Linked DNA regions of Mus musculus: regions 2 and 3 are each linked to region 1. The links are chromatin contacts, called in public ChIA-PET maps. All regions are on one chromosome and are shown on one strand. The core of a region is the stretch at or near the end of the contact, and the rest is flanking DNA. Distances in the headings are between cores, read along the strand shown.

What was found. ChIA-PET counts read pairs in DNA pulled down with a chosen protein or histone mark.
Region 2: an RNA polymerase II ChIA-PET map of effector CD8 T cells shows a contact between it and region 1, with 15 read pairs. The contact joins the promoter of Ncstn here to the promoter of Cd48 in region 1. A contact is called at or near these places in 4 of 39 promoter capture datasets (the C10 cell line, the HPC-7 cell line, hippocampal neurons and 1 more), 3 of 484 Hi-C or Micro-C datasets (B cells, cerebellum and cortical neurons) and 2 of 115 datasets of contacts at active chromatin or transcription factors (effector CD8 T cells and memory CD8 T cells).
Region 3: an RNA polymerase II ChIA-PET map of effector CD8 T cells shows a contact between it and region 1, with 6 read pairs. The contact joins the promoter of Klhdc9 here to the promoter of Cd48 in region 1. A contact is called at or near these places in 4 of 39 promoter capture datasets (hippocampal neurons, liver and pre-B cells), 2 of 484 Hi-C or Micro-C datasets (cerebral cortex and pro-B cells) and 2 of 115 datasets of contacts at active chromatin or transcription factors (effector CD8 T cells and memory CD8 T cells).

What each region holds. Positions count from the first base shown.
Region 1 is chr1:171,680,515-171,683,769 of GRCm38.p6, forward strand. Cd48 (CD48 antigen) reads left to right here and starts at 1,478. Exons shown (of 4, transcript NM_007649.5): 1 at 1,478-1,652. The coding sequence starts at 1,580.
Region 2 is chr1:172,081,303-172,084,557 of GRCm38.p6, forward strand. Ncstn (nicastrin) reads right to left here and starts at 1,447. Exons shown (of 17, transcript NM_021607.3): 1 at 1,299-1,447; 2 at 1-14. The coding sequence starts at 1,380. Copa (coatomer protein complex subunit alpha) reads left to right here and starts at 1,227. Exons shown (of 33, transcript NM_009938.4): 1 at 1,227-1,647. The coding sequence starts at 1,608.
Region 3 is chr1:171,359,123-171,362,377 of GRCm38.p6, forward strand. It overlaps Klhdc9 (kelch domain containing 9), which reads right to left and starts at 1,676. Exons shown (of 4, transcript NM_001033039.2): 1 at 1,013-1,676; 2 at 620-779; 3 at 333-531. The coding sequence starts at 1,539. Pfdn2 (prefoldin 2) reads left to right here. Exons shown (of 4, transcript NM_011070.4): 4 at 1-132.

The DNA of each region.
Region 1 (3,255 bases), core at 228-2,727:
GTTCATTAGCCTCCTACTTCATTGTCTACCTCCATTGGGATCTCTTGCAAACCATACATAGGAGAAAGGGGACGATTTCAAACCTTCATTAGCTATGCTCTTCCATTCTGCCTTAGATTCTTAGGCTAGCCAAAAAACGACAGATCTTCTCAGGGAACTTGAGAATCAACTCTAGGGTGTGAGACACATTGGATCAGAGACCATCTCTGCCTTTGCCTTTCTGCCTCTGCCTCAAGTGCTGGCATGAAAGGGGTGCACCACCACCACGCCCATGTTGAGAACTGTATTTTTTTTTTAGGTTTATTTATTTTTATGTGTATGGCTGTTTTGTATGCATGTACATATGTATGTCATGTGCATTCCTACTCTCCGTGAGAAGAGGTAAGAAGAGGGTGGCAGATCCCCTGGAACTACAGTTACACATGGTTCTGAGCCTCCATATAGATACTGGGAATCAATCAAACCTGGGTGACCTCCAAGAACAAGTGTTGTTAACTACCAAGACACGTCTACAGCCTGAGCACCGTGCTGTATGTTTGGAAGTGCTGCAGCTGGTTCTCCACACCTGCTCTTTGCGTATTTTTGCAACCCTGTCCTCTTTCTCCTGCTTCTAGGAAGACTCTGCTAAGATGGGTGGGGAGTTGGTTTTTGAGATACTATGGGGCTGGACCACGCCTATTTCCGCATCCTGCTGGTCCTCTCATTTTGCCCTACCTCCTCTTCTCAGTTCCTTTTTAATGTGTAATCTAAAACTGTCTCTGCCTAAATCCACCATAAAACCTTGCTCATTTGCTCCTGCCGTATCTTCTCTTCTAGTTCAAAGCTTTGCTGTCTGCCATGCTGGGCAGAGAAAACAGCAGGCACAGTGCAGAAAGGCATAAGAAAAGGGCCGGAGGCTGGCCAGACCTGATTTCTAGAAGATTCTGGTGAGACTCATAATCTTAACATCTTTCTGCATGTGGAGAATAAATGGGAAAGTTCACCATAACTGACACATGACTTAGGCAAACCTGACTCTGAGTTTCAATAAGGTACAAGAATTGATACCTGCTGTAGCTATCTCATAGACCTCTCGTGTGATCAGGAGCATAAGACATGATTCCCAATGTCAGGTAGTGAGTTGACTTGGTGTCTCCTCCTGTAGAAGCAGGCTGCATGCGGAACAGGGCAGAGGGCCATGTGAACGGACAGATGGGCGTTGCTGGAGGTGGCTGGAGATAGTCAACTCCCCTCTGCGACGCTGGTGGTCTCTGCCCAGTCACAGCCTCTCCTTACTCCCCACAGGCAACAGCAGATTCGGCCTCAGTGCTCAAAGTGCACTGCTGAAAAATCCATTCTTTTAAGCCAAGCTATTTTTCTTGTTGATCTCTAGTGGGTAGGAGAATTTGAAATCTCATTCCATGTGGTGTGATGGTAGTGGTCTGCTTTCCTGTTGTGTATGGTAATTCGTGAAATAGAGAAAAAACAGAAAAACCTCATACGACTTCCGGTTTTGGGTTTTGCTTCCTGATTGAAGGGCAGGCGCCCTGACTTCTCTTACAGTTGTCTCCAGTGTTCTGGGGAAGCTTCTCTAAGTATTATGTGCTTCATAAAACAGGGATGGTGTCTGGTCCTGGAACTGCTACTGCTGCCCTTGGGAACTGGATTTCAAGGTAGCTTCCTCCAAGTGTCCGGCTGTGCACTGAAGGCATGGCCAGCTGGGAAAGGGGAGGTGGGATGTAGCTCAACCCTGGAAATGAGCATGCTCCTGGGCTGGGTGCTACCATGCTCGCAGCGGGACTGGGGGGAAGGCTGGGACGTGTTCCTCAGCTCTGGAAAACGAGGCCCCATCTCTTTTCCCAGGAGGACAAGAGAAACGGGACCTGGGGAGGTGGGGAAGTAGGACCCTTGTACTACATATACCTCATGCCTGGTGCTCTGTGAAGGAATTTTTAGTAAGAGGAAGCTCTCTGCTAAAAGGAGCTCCGTTTTTTTTTAATATATTTTTTATTACGTATTTTCCTCAAATACATTTCCAATGCTATCCCAAAAGTCCCCCATACCCTCCCCCCCACTTCCCTACCCACCCATTCCCATTTTTTTGGCCCTGGTGTTCCCCTGTACTGGGGCATATAAAGTTTGCAAGTCCAATGGGCCTCTCTTTCCAGTGATGGCCGACTAGGCCATCTTTTGATACATATGCAGCTAGAGTCAAGAGCTCAGGGGTACTGGTTAGTTCATAATGTTGTTCCACCTATAGGGTTGCAGATGCCTTTAGCTCCTTGGGTACTTTCTCTAGCTCCTCCATTGGGGGTCCTATGATCCATCCAATAGCTGACTGTGAGTATCCACTTCTGTGTTTGCTAGGCCCCGGCATAGACTCACAAGAGACAGCTCTATCTGGGTCCTTTCAGCAAAATCTTGCTAGTGTGTGCAATGGTGTCAGCATTTGGAAGCTGATTATGGGATGGATCCCGGGATATGGCAGTCTCTAGATGGTCCATCCTTTCGTCACAGCTCCAAACATTGTCTCTGTAACTCCTTCCATGGGTGTTTTGTTCCCAATTCTAAGAAGGGGCAAAGTGTCCACACTTTGTTCTTCGTTCTTCTTGAGTTTCATGTGTTTAGCAAATTGTATCTTATATCTTGGGTATCCTAAGTTTCTGGGCTAATATCCACTTATCAGTGAGTACATATTGTGTGAGTTCCTTTGTGATTGAGTTACCTCACTCAGGATGATGCCCTCCAGGTCCATCCATTTGGCTAGGAATTTCATAAATTCATTCTTTTTAATAGCTGAGTAGTACTCCATTGTGTAAATGTGCCACATTTTCTGTATCCATTCCTCTGTTGAGGGACATCTGGGTTCTTTCTAGCTTCTGGCTATTATAAATAAGGCTTCTATGAACACATGCCCTTCTTACCAGTTGGAACATCTTCTGGATATATGCCCAGGAGAGGTATTGCTGGATTCTCTGGTAGTACTATGTCCAATTTTCTGAGGAATCACCAGACTGATTTCCAGAGTGGTTGTACAAGCTTGCAATCCCACCAACAATGGAGGAGTGTTCCTCTTTCTCCACATCCTCGCCAGCATCTGTAGTCACCTGAATTTTTGATCTTAGCCATTCTGACTGGTGTGAGGTGGAATTTCAGGGTTGTTTTGATTTGCATTTCCCTGATGATTAAGGATGTTGAACATTTTTTCAGGTGCATCTCAGCCATTCGGTATTCCTCAGGTGAGAATTCTTTGTTTGGCTCTGAGCCCCATTTTTT
Region 2 (3,255 bases), core at 197-2,696, 400 kb after region 1:
TCCCCCACACAATCCTGATCAGAAGATAAACAGTATTAGGAAAAAGTGAAAGATAATTTGGTATTAGCCTCTATCATCATCAGCTCGATTCATGGTTTCAGTAAAGCATTCACGATCATACTGTCTAACACAAGATTAATGATCATTCTTTTCACTTCTTGGCCACATTATTGGAACATAAGTATTGTAAAGAGGACCTAGCTGTGTATTTTAGAAAGTTATTAGACTCCATGATGATCGATTAATTATAAAGCTAAAAGGTGATTGTCAAAAGTCTTTGACTTCAGATGTGCCGGCGTCAAGTTTCAGGGCTAAACAAGTCTGCTTCTTTTAGCTTGCCTGTACATTACTAATTAGTTATCAAAAGAGCTCTGGTCTAAGAATATAGATTGCCAAAACCAAACAAAGAAAAGCACTAACAACAAAAACCACCTAAGAATCTGAACAGACCTAGGAGAAGAAACGTTATGCCACACACCTGGTCAGTTAATGAAATATCAGACCATTTGCCCACACACCTAGAGTATGGGACAGCTACAGTTCCTCCCTTGAAGCTAATCAAAAGCAATGTGAATGTTGAGAAAGACGGAGTCATGGCTATACAAGGAAATGGCTGCATTTCAGGGCTTACCTAGAAAGATATATATATATATCTTTGCTTAACTCTTAGTTGAACACACTATAAATAATTACAGGTGTGTTACTGATTGTACTTCATAATTTAAAGATCACTAAATAGACATTAGATTGGAAAAAAAGAAAATATTCATATACATTAAACGTCTAAGATTCCTTGAATCATTACTTCCCTCTTAACAGTTTAAAGCAGCTAAGCTAACGTTAGCCTCACTTTAGTAAGCTAAGAAAACAAGGAACACAAATTTAGGCTAGAACCAACAGGAGGAAACGGGGGCTCTCATTTTTTCAACGTCGCACAAAGACCACGAAACGAGACTGTTTTGATCTCAAACATACTAAACCGGAGGAAGGGGGCTGAGCTTTTCACACCTGTCCCTTTTGATGGCTGATGGGGTGGCTGGGCTTTAAACAGAGAACGAGGCATGCGAGAAAGGTTGAAGAGAATCAGGCTGGAAACCCAGAAAAGGGCTGGAGAGAACTAAGGAAATGCAGGTCCAGGCAAAGGAGGAACTTATGTCATGGGAACGAAAGACAAGAAGGATTTCCAGGGCGGGGGACAGAGGGGCAATCGGAACCAGAAGGGCATTGCCTGCACTAGCGATGGGCCGTTCCGGACGGCTCCTCTTAAAGACCAGAGCTCCGGGGTGGGGTGACCTCACCTGCCAGTACCACGGAAAAAGACAGAAGAAGAAGACCCCGACTTCCTGGGTCAGGCCCAGAGCCGCCCCTAGTCGTAGCCATCTTGCCTCTCCGCTGGGCGGAAGCCTCAGGTCCCTTCCAGACTCGTAGCGGCCTCTCTAGGCTTCCGCTAGCATCGTCTCTGTGGCCCAGCGCTCCAGAGACCGGAAGTCCTTGTCCGAGGAGCTTCCGGGAGCCGCGACCCGGGAGTAGCTGACGTGGAAGCCTTGGGAGTGCCACCGGGAGCGGCGGGACCCGCTAACCTGACCTAGGAGCCCGAGGCCTGAAGGATGCTAACCAAATTCGAGACGAAGAGCGCGCGGGTCAAAGGTAGTGGAGAAGAAACGGGAACAGCGGAGGTTGGGTGTTGGGGGTAGTGGTGCTGTCACTAAGGCAGGACTCGCTGACCGCGTCGGGCCTCCTGGAAGAACCCGGAGGAATAACCGAGGGAGCGGCTTAGGGTTAGTGGAGTAGTCTGCAGTCCGTGCTGCTTCGTATGTCCTGGAACTTATCGTGTCGTGGCTCGTTAACCTTAGGCCGGCTCCCTACTCCTTCCAGCCACCTCTTCTGGGGGGGTGTGCCAGCCCTTTCTGTTCTTAAGGCCTTATGACTTGGATGCTTTCTGATAACCAGGTTGTATGGAGTGTTTCTGGGGTTTGAGTCTCAGCTTCTGTCACTGGCTACTCCAGTAGCCCGTCTGCTCCATTTCCATGTCCAGTGCTTCCGCTGGACTATTTATTTATTTATTTATTTTTGGCCTATTTGGAGTGAGAGAATGGAGGCCTACTGCCCCACCAGGTCCCGAGCCTGGGTAAGATTGTCCGGTGAAATACAGATGCTTTGTGTTAGATTTGAATACCAGGTAAACAGCTAAATTTTTGGTGATAAGTCTTGAAAGACAAAGGCCTGAGATCACACTCTTTGAAAATGTCGATATTAGAAAAATTAAGTCTATGGAAATCTGATAAAAAATATATCTGGACTATTTCATGATATGCATTATAGTGAAGTGGTTCAGAATTTGTTTATTGGAGTCAGTCAGACTTGCTTAGGAATTCTGAAACGTCTACTAACAAGCCGCCTTAAGGTGTCTCCTTACTATCTCTAAATCTCTATATTCTTATCTTTAAAAATAAGGATAGTTAACACTTTCTTATAAAGAGAATTAAAATGAGAAAGTACATTAACTGTGTTTATAATAGTGCCTGGCAAGACTTAGTAATTCAGAAACTGGAGGTTCTTTAATGGAGGCTATATTCTGGGCAGTTTCTAAGTGTCATGGGAAATTTGATTATAAAGGGTGCCAGTAAGAATTCTTAGTACCACCAGGGTTACATAGAGAGACCTTATCTCGAAATGGCAAAAAAAGAAGAAGAGAAAAGAATTATCATGTGTGGTGCCAGTCATGGTGGCTTTAATTGCAGCACTCAGGAGCCAGATGCAGGTGGATCTCTGTGAGTTGGAGGCTAGCCTGGTCAACGTATCGAGCGGCAGGCCAATCAAAGCTACACTGAGACACACTGAGATCCTATTCTAAAAAAAAAGGTTCTAGGGCTGAAGAGTTGGCCCAATTAAGATTTACTGTCTGTTCAGAGGACATGAGTTTGGTTCCCCATTCAGCAGCTCACATCCACCTGTAATTCCAGCTCCAGGTGACCTGACCCCTCTTCTGGGCTCTGTGGGCACCTGAACTCACCTGTGCATGTACTTAATAAAAAGAACAAACACAAACGAGTCTCTGGTATTTGAGTAGTTGAAATGAGTCTTCATTTTCTATGAGCTCTTTTCAGATTTCTTCTTGTGCACTAGAAAGGCATTAGGGAAATCAGTATTTGAGAGTTCATTAAGATCGCTGAATCAGTTAAGAGGGCATACTGTCCGCACAGTATGTCGTTCCCATCACTCATGACATGTGGTTCACAACTGCCCGCTCCACGG
Region 3 (3,255 bases), core at 426-2,925, 320 kb before region 1:
AACAGGGTCTCACTCTGTCACCCTGGCTAGTTTCACACTCTAGATCAAGTTGGCTGGCCTCAAAAACTACCAGAGATCTGCCTGCCTCTGCCTCTGCCTCCCAAGTGCTGGAATTAAAAGTGTGAATCACTATGCCTGGCTCTATTTTTTGTTTGTTTGTTTTTCAGCAGTCCACACACTTTTGCCTCCTGAGTAGCATACATCACCACAACCGGACTGCATTCCTTTAACTCATCAACTGATTTCTCCTCCTTTCTATCCCACCACCCCTGTTTTGTAATTTTTAGCTGTGTCTTTTTCTCCTCCCTTTCAAATGATAGCTTGGCGCTCACGGGTATCGTAGATGTAGAGATCATTGCAGATCGTATCTCTAGCTCTGGTCAGAGTTTCTCCGCCAAATAGTACAGCGAAGGGTCCCACCACTGAACAGGAATGATGGCGCAGGCTCTGGGGTCCTTGCTGCAGTCCCTGCCCACTGCTCACAAGCCTTGCAAGCTGTTCCCTCAAATGAGGGGCAACTGGTTGTTCCTCCTTGGGCGAGAAAAACAAGAAGGGGTTGTCTGAAGGGTTTGCTTATTGAAGTTTTAGTCCTTTTCTACTTTATGTGAGTAGCTAATACCTTGATTTTCCCAGGGCTCCATTGCCCTGCTACCTCCGGTCCAACTGAGTTGCAGCCCCCAAAGAGCAAAAGCTGATGACCCGGGTGCGGCCCAGCAGTTGGCAGCAGGGCAGCACAGTGGCCTGATCGTGAGGTTGTGTGGCAGCCTTCTTCTTTGTAGCTGTTGGTACACAGAAAATCGGGCCTGAGTTTGGTTTTCTGAAAAGATTCAAGTGTTCTTTGCCAGAGAGCTCTAGTGAAAAAGAAAATCAGGCTTGGGGCAGATAGAGTTAAGCAATCTTGGATTCCAAGACAGAAGGTGCTATGGATAGACTACCAATAAGTTTATTTAGGTTTTGTTTTTTCTAGAATATAGAGAAAACAAACGAACGTTTGGGGGCAAAGTTGCAGTACCAATAAGTTCGGGTCCTGTGGTCCAACTTTAACGTGTAGATGCTTCCGTAGCGTCGCTGAGTGTGGGTACCACCCTCTCTGCCAGACACTCGCAGCTCCCCGTCTGAGAGGCGAGTGCAGGTGTGGCTGCTGAGGCCAGCAGGAGGGCAGTTGCCAGGGTTCGCAGCCCATGCTTCCCACACCTCTCTCTCCGTGTCCAGCGCGGCCACCGTGGATAAGCGACGTGACCCGTCCCAGCCACCCACCACGCAGAGCCAACGACCTCCCACCAGTGCCGCGTCGTGGTGGCTGCGAAGGGGACTACCTCGGGCTACCAGTCGCACCGCTTGGCCTACAGCTGGGTCAAAGATCACAGTGTCGTTGCTGGGCACTCTTGCACCACCTTCTAGGAGACCCCCTACCAGATAGAACCGTCCTTCCAGTTCCGTGCATGAATGGAAGGCACGAGCCAGAAGCACGTCTCGCGCCACTGGCCTCCAGGTCCAGGTTGAGCCTCTTGCTCGACCGAGGGTCTGCACCCCAGCCATGGGCCAAGGGAAGGGGAGAGCAGCTCGGTCACTTCGGGTCGCACTCCTTCACGAAGGGCCCAGCACTTCCAAGCATAGACTAGCTTCCCCTCCAATAACAGCACAGGTCTTCACCCAAACCACCCCTTCTCTCCACCGCCGTCGCCCAGCAACCACTGCAGGGACTACAGTGCGACCGCTGCAAACTGAAGGTCGCAAAGCGCCTGTTACCTTGGAAACAAGAGACCTGGTTAAGCTACCGCGATCTTACAGTGATGTCGTCAGGGGAACGAGATGTGGGGAAGCCAGTAAATATCCTAAAGGATTTGGGCTCCGAAAGGCTAGAAACCGGCAGTTCGTTAGACGAACCCAATAGCCGCTAACTAGCCTGTAATTATGACGTTTGAGGAAGGTGTTGGTGGTAGGATGCGTGGAGGCCGTGTCTTTTTCTTTATTTTTTGCTGCACGGTTTCCAACTTGGAATCTTCTCTAGGGATGAGGTAGGAAGGAAACAAGTCAGAAATCAAAGGTTGAACTTGGACTACGTTGCTTGGGATTCAGAGACTTGAGTAGACTTATTCCGCGATCCTATTTATAAAATGGGTTGTTTGTGATAAAAATTCTTGAAGGTGCTGAATGGATGGGAGAGTTCTCTCTGCTCTAGCCACTGGAGGGCAGTAGAGTCCAGTCTCAGTGAGAGAAGCGACAGGAGAGAAAGGTGCTAAGAAGGGACAAGGGAGAAAGAGATGAGTTAGGGTGGATGAAGTGGGAGAGGAAAAATAGGTTAGGCATATCTTGGACAGTTTTTCACTACTTAGTCCTAGGATGAATAATTATTTCATCTTGACTCATTAGAATAATATAACACATTAAATGGAGGCACCGTGGAACTCAGGATTAAGGGCAGGGAGTTTCCCCTGATAAGATCCTGGGCAGAAGCTGCCCAACCTTAGAAGGTGGGTGGGGGTGAGATGGGGAGGAGAGAGACACGGACTCCTGCCCCTCCCTGCTCTCTTCCTTTTAGTCAAGCTGGGTTACTGAAGGCCTAACTCTGCCCTCGCAGGACTCAATGCAGAACGAAGAGGCTCGGATCAAGGCAGGCTGACTGGGATCAAGGCAGGCTGACTGGTTTCTGCTGTAGGAGGAAATGCAGATTTCTACTTGTCGCTCCAGCTGGGGTGGAGCCGAAATAGGATCTTTGTCCCCCAGGCTGGGCTTTGAGTGGGAAGGATGGCTGTCACTTGGGCCTTTGGTTTCTAAACATGAACTTGCTCCCAACCAGACCACGGATAATGTCCAAGGTTTCAGTGGGAATGATCACGTGATTCTGAGGCGCAGGCTCACACTGGGCCTTTTCCCTCCTGGTCCCAATTAGATCTTGAGAGAGAACTACGTGGGGAGGGTGTGCACACATGGAGTAAAGAATTGAGCCTGGGGGCTGGAGAGAAGGTTCAGTGGTTAAGAGCACTGGCTGCTCTTCCAAAGGACCCAGGTTCAACTCCCAGCACAGCAGCTCCCAACTGTCTGTAATTCTAGTTCCAGGGAATCTGACACCCTCATACCGGTAAATGCACATAAAATAAATTAAAAACAAACACACACAAAGGCTTGGACAGCATCTCAGTAATGCAAGTCCCGGGACCTGAGTTCCATTTCCAGAACTCACACAAAAATAGCTGGACACAACCGTGCGGTGGTGGCACACACCTTTAATCCCAGCACTCGGGAGCACAAATA